Linked DNA regions of Sus scrofa: region 2 is linked to region 1. A link is a contact called in public HiChIP or PLAC-seq data. All regions are on one chromosome and are shown on one strand. Each heading gives the region's core, a stretch centred on a gene start, on an enhancer-like site or on the middle of the called end of the contact. The rest is flanking DNA. Distances are from core to core; before and after follow the strand shown. Region 1 holds the start of MMP15 (matrix metalloproteinase-15). Region 2 has its middle 26 kb from the start of CFAP20.

Region 1 (5,997 bases), core at 1,395-3,894:
CCAGTCTGTCTTCACAAGGGTCATGTCTGTTGCCATCGTCATTTTACCCCGGGCCACTTTCTGAGAATGGCATTCATCATTACACTTACCTGGCTGGTGCTAAATTCAACATAAAGGCCCCAAGCTGCTATAGATGCCCTGGCTTCACATGAGTAGAAATGATCCCACTACCCCTCCCCGACCAATTTCCGGGACCCACCCCAACCACCCAGGGACTATCTTCAAACAGATCCTTTCCCCACCCTCAAACTGAACATGCTTTGATTACCCTCAGCCCTCGGATAACTCTTGAGCATGGGCCCTAACTCAGGTGATTCTTGTTTTGTCTGTGGCCCCTAAGTTTATTGGCTATTACCTGCCAGCTGGACCAGATCTTGCTACCTTGCCAATGTTAGCAATCCCTTCATTTCACAGTACCCGCCACAATCTTCTTCCTCTCTTAAACTATGTCTAAAACAATCGCCCACTCCCTCAGGTTCATCTCACTCTCACTATAGAAACAAAAGATATCCAGAACATCATAGATCCCCTCAAAGATGATTTTGATTCCTGGGGAGACGATGTGGAAAAAACAGCTACAGAACTGGGCCAATTTTGGAGAAACCAGTGACAGAATTGGGCCTGTTCCATTCATGACTCCACTACTTTTGAGGCAAAGGTTTGTCCCCAAAAATCTATCCCCTGGCTCAAGAAGTTAGACTCAATAACAGAATCATCTGCTCATCACTGAAGCAATTCGCCTCGTCCCCAGATAACATCACCTTGGCCTCAAATTGGTGACTCACCAACAGTGAGAATCCCAGCGCGCTGTTCTCTGTAACTGCATCGACCTCGATATGTCCCAAGAAGGGGGCCCATGCACAGTGGTCGGGAGAAACTGCTGCACCTTTGTCCTCGGCAATCGACCTGACATCTCTGCCAGGAAGAGTTCAAGAGGGGAACGAAGAAATCTGTTAACACGCTGACACCACCCGCTGAGGAAGTGCAACAGGTCCTGGGACTTCTGGTAGATCCCTGAAGGTCTACGAAGTTGGGCACAAGGACCCGTTCAGCCTCTAATCTTCATCTTTCCATTTATCTTCAAAGTGGTTCTCTCATCAAGTGTCTGTGGGTCCTATACTTCAGCAGTTATCATCCATCCATCATCAAGTCTCACCAGACGATTCAGCTGGTTCTAAATGAATGAAAAGCAATAAAAAGCAACCAAGTGAAAACGGATCTATATTCATCAGAAGAAAGAAGAATGCCTCTTCTTCCCTGGAATAAAAGGGGAGACTGACAAAGGTTCTCTGCTTGACCGAATTTTAGTCAGGTTCCTTTGAACCTTCTCCCCAACAAGGCCCATTCCTGTATTTCCTTCTAGAACCCAGTTTTAGCAAGAATCTTACTAAGGTCAGTTTAGCTGAATTCCCCACCCTTGATATCTAGTCAAACTCAGCATCCCCACCCAGGCCTAGAGGACATCGGATCACTCTCACCTGCCTTCAGCCAGAGTCCCCCGCCTGCCCACGACTTGATGTCTCTTAGTAATTTTCTGTCCCCCACCCCCCTCTTGCCCCTTGGCAGTAAATCCCCACTTCTCCTGTTTGTATTTCAAATCAGACCCAGTTCTGTACAGGAGTTTCTACTGAAATAGTTTTTTTGGTTTTGTTTTTAATAAAATCGATCTTCACCACTTTAACTTTTGCCTGTTCTCTTTAACAGAGCGCTTTCATCACTTGACAGGTCCCTGAACAGGCCTTTTCTGCTCCGCCAGATCTCTGCGCATTTCCAGGACAGGAGGCCTGCCAGCCACCTGAGGGCTTACTTTAGGAGAAATGCGCCCTCAGGTAAGGAGAGCATCTGTTTCCGGAGCTGGGAGGTGGTGCTGGAGAGGGAAGGTCTCCTGCCTCCCTCCCTCGGAGGGCCTTCACCTCCTGACCCTGCTGCCAGTCAGCTGGGCCTGGTCTTCGCTTGGTCTGGACGTGCAGCCTCCAAGGACATTAGACCCAGGCCTCCCGTCTTAAGCCTTCAGCATCTGAACCAACCGGATCTCAAGTTGCTCTTGGAATAGAGTTAAACCTAACCCTTCTTAGAGCTCTGCTCTGCCGGAATTTTGCCCACCCCGCCTAGCACCCTGTGGGTGTCACGTTTCACTTGCACAAAATAGGGTTCTTTGCTTGGACACCTAATGTGTGCTAGACCAGGAAACTGAAGCACACTTCGTGCCCCACCCCAGCCCTTTGCCCTGTGTTCTTTATCCTCCAAGATAAGGACTTGGAGGCTCAGAAAAATTAAGTAACTTGCCCACCTCTGTGCTGCAGGTACGTGGCAACCCAGGATGGCAACTGCGTCTCTGTCGCACAGCACTGTCCACCCAAGGTATCCAACACCTCATTTGGCGACTGAGAAAAGTCCCTAAGGTCCAGAGTCTTTTGAAAAGAGGCCTCAAGCCAACGAATCTCTAAATCTTTGTTTACTTTTTTTTTTTTTTTTTTTTTTTTTTAAGTCTAAGACCACAGGATACTTAAGTCCCTCCTCCTCCGGCCCTCCTTCCTGCCACTGCTGCCTCAGTATCACCACCACCCACCCACTACACGGGAGAAAGAGGCGTCCTCATTCCTTCTTGCCCCTCCCTCTGTTGGGCGGGCCGCTTGGGGGTCAACCCGGCTCCCCCAAAGCAGGGATTGGAGTGACGGGGGCGGGTTGAGGAGCATTCTCGCCGTATGGGAAGAGTATAAGGGCCGCCTGTCTGGCTCCACCGCCCGCACCTGCTGCTGAGAAGCCTCTGGCTGAGGTACCGCCCCCAGCCCCCGCCTGGGTCCGCGCGCACTCTGCACTGGCCCTTTAAGAGCGGCGGCCGTGGATCGCGGGGAGGAGGGTCGGGAGCGCCCGGAGCTGCGCGGAATTCGCCGGGAACGTCGGGCGCCGGCTCCCTGGCTCGCTCTCTAGCACCGACCGGTTCCCTGCGCCTCATCGCTGGCCTGCACGGGCACCCCGGCCCATTCGGTGCCGGGAGAGCAGGACCCACGGGCGGGGGGCGCGCGTTCTGGGCAGCGCCCGGCCCGGGCATGGACAGAAGGGGCTGGGCGCGCGGGGGGCGCCGCGGGTTCGGGCGGCCGGAGCGCTGAGACAAAGGCTCAGGGAGCTGCGCTTGCTCTTGGGAGCCGGGCCCCAGGCGCTGAGGCTGCAGGACCCCGAGGCGGGCGGCTCTGGCCCACTCTCTCCCCCGTGGGCCGGTTCCGTGTGCCCGGACCGGCCCGGCCCGCTTCTCCTTGGCCGTGGGAATTTGCCGAGGAGACCTAAGCGGCTCCGGCGGCGACGGCTATCAGTTGGTCTGCCGCGCTCCCGCCGGGCGGGGAACCAGGGAGCGTCGCAAGTTTCCTAGCCGCGTGCGGGGACCCGGCGCCGGCGAGCGAGAGAGCCCCGCGGGCAGCGCTCTGGGCCAGGCTGGGCGCTGAGGGCATGGGCAGCGACCGGAGCGCGCCCGCACGGCCGGGCTGGGCAAGCAGTCTTCTTAGCGGCCGGGAGGCGGCTGAGCGGCCGCGACTGCTACAGCTGCTGCTGGTGCTTCTGAGCTGCCTGGGCCCCTGCGCAGTGGCGGAGGACGCAGAAGTCAATGCCGAGGTAAGGACCCTCGCCCAGGCCCTTTGCCGGGGTTGGAGGACTTGGGGCCGGGGGATTTGGGGGTGGGGAGGAAGCCACGCCGCAGCTGAAGGGGGGAAGAGCGCGGCGATGAACCCCTGACCCGGATTTGGGGACGGGGAAGAAAGGGGACCCGGAAAGCTGGCCCTTGGCGGTGCACCTCTTCTCAAACTTTGGAAGGCGTAGGGCTTGCTCCCTTTCTCTACCCCCACATCCCTGCCCTGGGCACTGTTCCTTCCCAGCCCGAGTCCCGGGAGTGGCTTTTGCTGCCCCCCAGCCCTCTCTCCTCTCCTTCCCTCCCACCCGGACACCGGATTCCTCGAGAACCCTGCGGACGCGCGGTGACGTTCTTTGCGAATGGGGAAGGGGCTGCTTGGGGGCGGGAGGGGGGGTTCTTGGGCACAGCAGGCAGCGCTCCCGTTTAGGTAGCTTCTAGTTTGGGTGACACTGAGCCGCGCGCGGCGAGCTGGCATAGAGGAAGGGGGTGCGAACCTCCGAGGCTGCAGATTCGAATTGAGGGGGCGCTTTGGTGACTTTCTTGGGCTCTTGTGCGCAAGCCGCGCCACGGCCAGGTGGGATCTACGGAGACCCGGCCTCCTCTGGCGCTTCTTTCATCAGCGCCCCTACACCAAGGCCCAGGTCCAAAGAGGGTGGGCTCCCAAGATATTTTCACCAGGAGCCCGTCATAATTCCCTACTGGAGACTGTCTTTGGGATCGGTCCTGTGGGTGATCAGGTGCGGCCTCCTGGCGCAGAGCCGGCTCCAGAGGGTCGCCGAATGTCGTTCTCCGGATTAGGGACAGTGGGGGTACCAGTTCCTTTGACCCAGAGCAAAAGCGAGGACGTTCTTTCTCGACTTCTAAGACCCAGCTCCCCTCCACAGAGAAGAGGAGAGGACTGGGTGCATGGTGGGGAGACATCCGCCTCCGCGGGATCCGGTGGGCTCGGGCCTCAGTGCCCTTGGGCCGGCCTGGGGCCTCCTGCCTCTGACGCTGGACTGCGGGCCTGAGGGCCGGTTTCTATTTGCAGCCAGGCCGGTGCTCCCTCCCAACCCCCAGCGGCTTCCCCACCTCCCCGGCTGCCTGGGAGATTTTTCCGATGGAAGCTTGCCCTTCCCCGCCCTACTTTAATAAAAGCTCGGAGGAAGGGCAGGGAATTCCTCCCAGCTCAAGTTACACCTCCCAGCCAGTTCCCCACCTGCTCTGCCCTACCACTCTGGCCTGGCCAGGGAAAGCTGCAGGGAGCCAGGCCAGGCCCAGTCCAGCTCCACCACTCCTGCCCCCCATTCGCACAGCCAGGAAGGCAGGGGCTTATAGGAGGCTCCTGCTGGTGGGTATTGCCCCTAAGCCTGCCATCCCGGGACTGGGTAGAGATGCTGTTTAGGCCCACCTGCTATTCTCTGGAGTTGAATACCAAAGAACTGCAAGTCACAGACCCACCTCCAAGGAGTTTATAATCTGCTTAGAAATGGCATCTCTGCACAGAAAGCAATTATGGACCAAATTGGAGTCTGGTAGCCAGGCATTGTGAATTGGCATCTTTGATGGCTGGGGCACTAGGACTTAACAGTCTGAGGGCTTTCATTCTCCCTTTCCTTTGCTTCTGCTTCTCCACCATCCCCTCCTCTTCCAGCAGCCATAGGCCAGGGCCTGCACCAGGGCCACAGACCCTGTGTCTGTGGTGGCACCGGCTAGAGATTCTGTGACTGATTTGCAGCCCCTCTCCTCAGGGGAAACATGGGTTGGGCTGTTGCTGGAAGAAAGTCTGGAAGGTACAGGGGCCCCTTGGATGTTGGAAGCCAAGGTAGATGGAGGGCTGGAGACAGGTGGGCTATCCTAGAGCCTAGAGTTGGCTTTGGGGTATAGGCTGTTCCTTGGAGTCCTGTCAAGTCTGGCCAGATCTGAGTCCAAAGAGTCGAATGTCTTCAGCAGTCATCCCATTTTCCCCAAAGCTGTGGGATAGCTGTCCCCAGGTCCATGCTATCCATGGACCAGCCTCGGAGACTCCTGAGCCTGGCTGCACCCTGTGTCCAGAGCCTTCGTCCTTTGGAGAAGGGCTTTGGTCCTTGACCACAACTCTAGACCTCAGGTCAGGTCATGGCTGGGACTATCTCTTCTCTGAGCAGCTTGACAACTGAGCCAAGGCCTGTCTCTCCTTCCCAGGGCAGAAACCAGAGGAGTTTCGTCAGACTAAAGAATCAGGGAGTCTGGCATGTGCTAGGAGCCAGCAGTCACCTGCACCCTGCCAGGCCCCAGGCTCGAGAAGGCTGTCCTTGGGGAAGCCACCACTGAACAACTCTGCCCTGTCCCACTCCTTCCCTTGGCTATGAGGTCCCAGTCTCCAGACATTCTGGCCTACACAGACCCAGGCCCTG
Region 2 (5,997 bases), core at 1,629-4,128, 52 kb after region 1:
TGACAAAACCAAGGCTCCAAGTGGTCAGCTCAGGCTGCCTCTCCCGCTGCCAGCATTACAGGCGATGGTGGCCAGGCAGTGCTTTCTCTCTCTCACACGCACACACACACCCTCTGCAGGGCCACCCTGGGCTCAGCACTGCTGAGGTGGGAGTTGGGAGCAGAGCATGGCTTTTCCAGCTGCTGGGCTCCTCCTGCCAGAGGGGAGGAAGGAAGGAATGGAGGCGGTGGCAGGAGGGGGACAGGATGGAGGCGGAGGGGTGAAGTGGCGGGAGATGGAGGCGCCAGCTGCCTGTTCCATGGAAGGATCTGTTTTTTTCCCTGGAAACACTCCTGCCCTCCACCCCCTCCCCCAGCTGCCTTTTCCTAGAACAAAAGCTGGGGGTGGAGAGGAGCCGGTCGGTCAGGAGGCCCACCTGGACAGATGCTGTGACCACACCAGCCCAGCTTGACTCCGGCGCCTAAGCCCCTGACCATGACCCTGCCTTCTTCCCGGGGGGGTACTATCAACTCAGAATAAGACAAGACGGGAGGTCATGGTGGCCAGTCCCCTGCTTCAGGAAGGCCAGGGCTCCAATGAAGGGCTACTTCCCTTGTGGGCCTGTCATGCTGTTTAATCTAGAAGTTCCTTCTAGGAGTTCCCACTGTGCCACAGTGGGTAAAGAAGCTGACTGCAGTGGCTCAGGTCGCTGCAGAGGCTCAGGTCAACCCTGGCCCGGTGCAGTGGATTAAACAGTCCAGTGTTGCCACATCTACAGTGCAGGTCAGAGCTGCAACTCGGATTCAATGCCTGCCCGGGAACTTCCATATGCTGCAGGGGTGGCCATAAAAATAAATAAATAAATAATAAGAGTTCCTGCTTACGTCCAACAAGATCATCCCCACTGCAGGACAGACAAGCACCCACCATGCCCCTGCCTCCCTCCCCGGCCAGCGAGGCCTCGGGTGGGGATGCAGGCGTGGGGCGGGCAGTGGGAGGGAAGGTCAGTGAGGACTGGGGAGAAGTCCTCTGGCGTTTCACCTGCTCTGCTTTCTGCTCCGCCTGGCTCTGGCCTCCACCTCTTTCATCCTCTTTCTCCCATTCTCCCCCTCCCCCTCCTGCTTTCCCCCTCTCTTTTCCTCTGAATCATTTCTCTCTTGTTCCTGTGTGTGTGTGTTCCTCTCTCCTGGCTCCTCTCTCTCCCTCCTTTTGCACACCCGCTCCCCATCCCTCTCTCTCCGGCTCTCTAGCACTCCCCACCACAGATCCAGCTGTTCTGCGGGCATATGTGGGCATCATACCTCTAAGTTGTTCCCCCAGCTCCCCCTCATCCCCTCCGATGATCCCTGTGGCTCCTGTGTGCTCCCACTTCCTGGTTTCTGTCCAGCACAGAATGTCGGAGCTGCAGTGCAAGGGTTCTGACATGAGTTGGGGCTGAGAAATCCAGAGCTAACAGACTCAAGCAGAGGCCAGTTGAAGCAGCAGCCCAGCACAGCAGAGCTGGAGGAGTCTGAAATTACCAGCACCCTTTCACTTAATAGCTGGTAAGTCAGGGCTCCCCCTGTGGGGTCCTAGGCAGACACCCCCAGACCCAGTGGTGCAGGGTTCTCTGCATCCAGGCACTCCTGGCCAATCAATGCCACCCCAGCAGGCAGCCCCGCGGCCCAGCAACTATAAATCACCGTCATTGTCTGGCCTGGCCCCAGTACTTTAAAAGGAAGGACAAGAATCTCCCTGCACGGGGCCCCTCTGCCTGCCAGTAGAGAGAGAGACAGAGGACTGACGCAGCACAAGAGAAAGGGGGTCTTTATGCCCACAGGCAGGAGGGCACCGCGTCCCCTCCCAGTCCCCCTACAATGCCCTCTGGTGAAAGGAGCCTTTGTGATGCTCCCTGAAACTGGCCAGAGCAGACACAGCACCCTCCTCAAACAGGAGGCAGAGGCAGGGAGCTCAGCTGGGGTGGGGGCTGCCCTGTGGGGAAGAGGGTCACAAGCCATACTGGGGGAGGCCTCTGGGCCCAAGGACCTGAGGAAGAGGCCATGTGATGGCAGGAAAGGAGAAAGGAGACAAAGGGCAGCAGGAGGAGGTGGGGTTTCACAGCTGCAGAGGAGTGAATTCCTGAGGAATTGGTCACAGAGGAGGGGCAGCCCCCATCCCCACCACACATCGCTGACCACATTCTCATCCACTCTACCCCTCACCCCCTCTGCTTTCACTGCTGCTTGAGTCACCTGCACAGTCCATGCAGGTACTTTGCAACGCTGTTCCTTCCATCCAGAACACTGTTCCCTATGTCTGAACTCTCTCATCACCTCAAAGGTGCTCACTCTGACCCCTTCCCCTCTGCCTCCCACTGCTGGCTCTACTTCCCCTTATCCCAGCTCCTCACCTTGCAGCCTACTGTGTCATTTGTTGCATCTGTGTTTTTGAGTGTGAGTTCGATGAGGAAACACATTCATTTTTCATTTATCTCATGTCCCACCACCTGATACACAATAGGTGCCCAATGACTATTTCTTCAAATGAACAGAGAGATGATTTCATTCCCCCTTTCTCCCGCCCTGCGGGCGGGCGGGGGGTGGGGAACGACAATGTCCTACCCACAGGACAATGATTCTCCATCTGAGAACGGAGGGAACTCTTCAAGCTACGTATTGACAAAGAACTAGAACTGGGATTCAGATTCAAGGCTGTCTTACTCCAAAAGCCATACCTTTAACCCATGTGCTCCCTATGGAGACAGCCACCCTGACACACCAGATCTCCAGCCTGGCAGGATCCCAAGGAAAGAAGGGCTCAGCCCTCAGGGAATGTTCGGACAGCCTGATCCTTCCCCTACAGGTTGGCCCGGGGCCTGATGCCAAGTCCTCAAGCAGAGCTCTGTCCCTGTGAGAAGAGAGGAGCAGCTCCTCCCCTCCCCCTCCCTCCCGGCTGGTCTGCCCAGCCTCATCGCCTCAGGCAGAGCTCCTACTCCCTCCGGAACCTTAGGGCTCCCCACCTCCCTCAGCCCCTGTAAAGTGGGGCAGTAACACCTGCTTAGCAGGTGCATCTGTGAGGAGCACAGGTGAGAACTCCAGAAAGGGCTCCCGGGACCAAACTGTGAAGGCGCAGACCCCTCTGCAAAGGCCTGAAGCTGCCAGGAAGTTCCGGTGTGGGAAGGACTCCAGAGAAAGGCTTGGTTCCCTTCGGCCCCCAGCTGGAAGAAAAGGCTGAGCTTGGGGCTGCCAAAGCTGTGAGTCAGCCGTCCCTGAAAAGCCAGGCAGCCCAGGGCCTGGCAGGGAGTGGAGGGCCAAGCGGCCCAGGGCCTGGTCTATAGATGGGGACAGTCTCTCCGAGAAGAACAAAGCCACTCAAGCCAGGAGACATTGGAATCCATCCCTTTCAGGCCTAATCCGAGGACCTGGAGTGATGCCAGCAATGGGCTCTGGAAAAGGGGCTTCCCTATAAAGGCCAAACGTGGGGCTGCCTGACCCCTCCAGACTGCCTTCTTGCCCCCTCCATCCTCCCACCCACCTCCAAAGCTGGGCCCTCTGCAGTACAGATGCGGAAGTCGCCCCAGGGAGGAGCAGCGAGCTGCCTGGGGTCTCGCAGCCAGCCAGCTGCGGAGCTGGGGATGGGGCCCGGCTCTATCTGGCCCCAGGCCTGGCACTTGGCTCTGCTCTGAGAACAAGTCGCTCAAGTGCAGCTGCCCCTCACAGGGTTTGGTTGGATGCCATGGCACAGGCAGGCTCTGACCCCAGAGTGGAGACCCCATCCAGTGTGGTCTCTCGCCCCATCTCTCACCAAGCCCTGCCCAGACACACAGAACTTCTTGCAATTCCTCCAACTGGCCAGGCTCTCTCTTTGCCTGTGCTGTCCCTTCTGCCTGGAAACTAACTACCCCTTTCTTTTTCCTGGCCAACCTGCACCCATCCCTCAGCTCTCAGGCAAACAGCAAACACAGCTCCCTCCAAGGTGCTTGCTCTCCCCCTGCCCCCATGAAGCTGGGACTATGAGTTCCTCTCTGGACTCTTACCCGTGGTAGAACCCACTCTGTAGGGCTGAGGTTCAGCCCCATAGCTGATGCACAGCAGAGGCTCAGTGTTTGCTCAGTCGGGGGCCTGTGAATGAGAATAAGCTGCTCATGGCTGAGGGTCTCTAGGATGGGGGACAGGCCCCAGGGATCACGGCCCTCCCTGCTCTGGCCACTTGAGGTGGCTGGGGAGATGAAGGGATGCCCAAGAGAGGGAGGAGGTACCACTTTCTCCCCCAGGGTTGCTTCCCTCTTGGAAGGGCCGACTCCATCCTGCTCTGTTGGGCCTATTTCTCACTTCCATTTCCTGAGCTCTGCTGCCAAGTGCCCCTTCTCTATTTCCCTATTCAAATTCCAGACAGAGGGGCCTGATAGCTGTGCCCTGGGTCACTGACCAGACCAAGAATTCATCATCCAATCACCTTCAGCCAGGGAGTCCGGTCCGCATTCAAGGCAACCTAGGATTCACTAAAAAATTCATTCATTTATTCATTCAAAATATTTGCTCTGAGCACCGAACCCATGCCAGGCACAATCCTAAGTGCTGCGGATACAGCAGGGAAGTTGACGGACATGGGCTCCGTCCTCTGGGGCACACAGTCTGATGGCTCCTCCCCGCCCCATGTTTCTGGGAGCCTCCGTCTTCCTCCCTGATGAAGATTTCTTCGTTTCTCTTTTCCATGAAACCCCTCTAAGCAGGGAGGCACGCCTGGACCAGGACACAAGAAGGCCAACCTTGCTGACACCCCTAAGGATGAAGAACCAAGGACAATGACAATCACCATGACAACACCCACCCAGTGCTGGGTCCTACCCTAAGCAAAGTCCACTCATTCAGCGTATCCCTACCACAGTCCTACAAGGTGTTTGTTGCTATTGCATTTCCTCTTTCTGTAAAGTGGGAAGGCTCAGGGAGGCGAACTGTACCCCCTGAGCTCACAGGGCTGGTAAGCAGTAGAGCCGGGATTCAAGCCGACACTGGCATGCCCTACAGGGAACGGCTTAACCACTGGTCACTTGGCTTTTCCAGGCCCAGAGTGGGTGCAGCCATTCATCCCATTGCCCTACAATGACCCCACAGGCAGGAAGGGCAGATGCCCCAGAGGATCTGGTCTCCATCAAACTTGCTTTCTGCTGGGAGGGAGGTGCTGGGGTCGGGGGTGCTGCCTGGAAGAGGGAGGACTCGGAGGAGCCGGCCCAGTCCTTTACAGGCAGCTCATTCAGTAAGAGACAACCCACCCCAACAGCCCCAGTCGAGGTTACAGGGACCTCCCGTGACACAGGGGCCAATGTGGGGAGGCTATGTCCACCTTCCCCACCCTCTCCACCCAATCCAGACAACACTCAGGATACCGGCTGTTTTCTGCCTTCCCCACTGGGGACCTGTTTCATCCCTCATCCCTCACTCTCCTCTGTCGCCCCCATCTTGTCGAGGCCATGTCCTCTTCCCCAACACCTCCTGTAATTAATCGTCCCAGCTGCCCTCCCAGACAGGCTCGCTTCTGCTGCTGCTCGCCCACCCGATTGCCAGGCCCCAACAGAGCCATCCACCTCTCCTGGTCAGAAGCCACTGACCAACTCAAAATAACGACTTCCCTTCCCTCCAACACAACTGTCTGTCCTGGGAAGGACAACAGCTGCAAGGGATTAGGGGTGCGGAATGGAACCAGAGAACCCCCACCCCCCACCCACCAAGCTGGAGGCTGGGCCGCCGACATGGAGGGAGAAGCCTGCCCCACCCCCGAGTCCATGGCAGCCTCTCCTCTGCAATGAAGTCCTTTTTCCCAAGAGCCGGAGGTGAAAGAAAGGAGGTGAAGGACAGCTGCCTCCCCCAGCCCAGCGCCCCAGCGGGCCCACTTGTGGCCAGACCTGGGCACCCAGCCTGAAGCTGCTGCTTAAAAAGATAAAAAGGAACAGCATGCTCTTGCTGTAGCAGGAAGTTCCCACTTCTGGGCCTTTGCTCCTGTGGTTCCCTCTGTCTGGCCGGCTCTTCCTCCTATGGCCTG

Evidence for each region. HiChIP or PLAC-seq counts read pairs in DNA pulled down with a chosen protein or histone mark.
Region 2: an H3K27ac HiChIP or PLAC-seq map of skeletal muscle shows a contact between it and region 1. The contact joins the enhancer-like site here to the promoter of MMP15 in region 1. A contact is called at or near these places in 1 of 5 promoter capture datasets (fetal skeletal muscle), 5 of 47 Hi-C or Micro-C datasets (embryonic fibroblasts, epiblast stem cells, liver and 2 more) and 1 of 2 datasets of contacts at active chromatin or transcription factors (skeletal muscle).

What each region holds. Positions count from the first base shown.
Region 1 is chr6:19,888,223-19,894,219 of Sscrofa11.1, forward strand. It overlaps MMP15 (matrix metalloproteinase-15), which reads left to right and starts at 2,645. Exons shown (of 10, transcript XM_021093941.1): 1 at 2,645-2,776.
Region 2 is chr6:19,940,408-19,946,404 of Sscrofa11.1, forward strand. No RefSeq gene overlaps it. Among named protein-coding and RNA genes, the nearest start is that of CFAP20, 26 kb to the right of the region's middle. Within about 2 kb of position 2,879, at least 44 of the 83 cell types and tissues checked have an H3K27ac peak or open chromatin away from gene starts, as enhancers often do. A contact at or near this core is called in embryonic fibroblasts, epiblast stem cells, fetal skeletal muscle and 1 more, where this site is marked.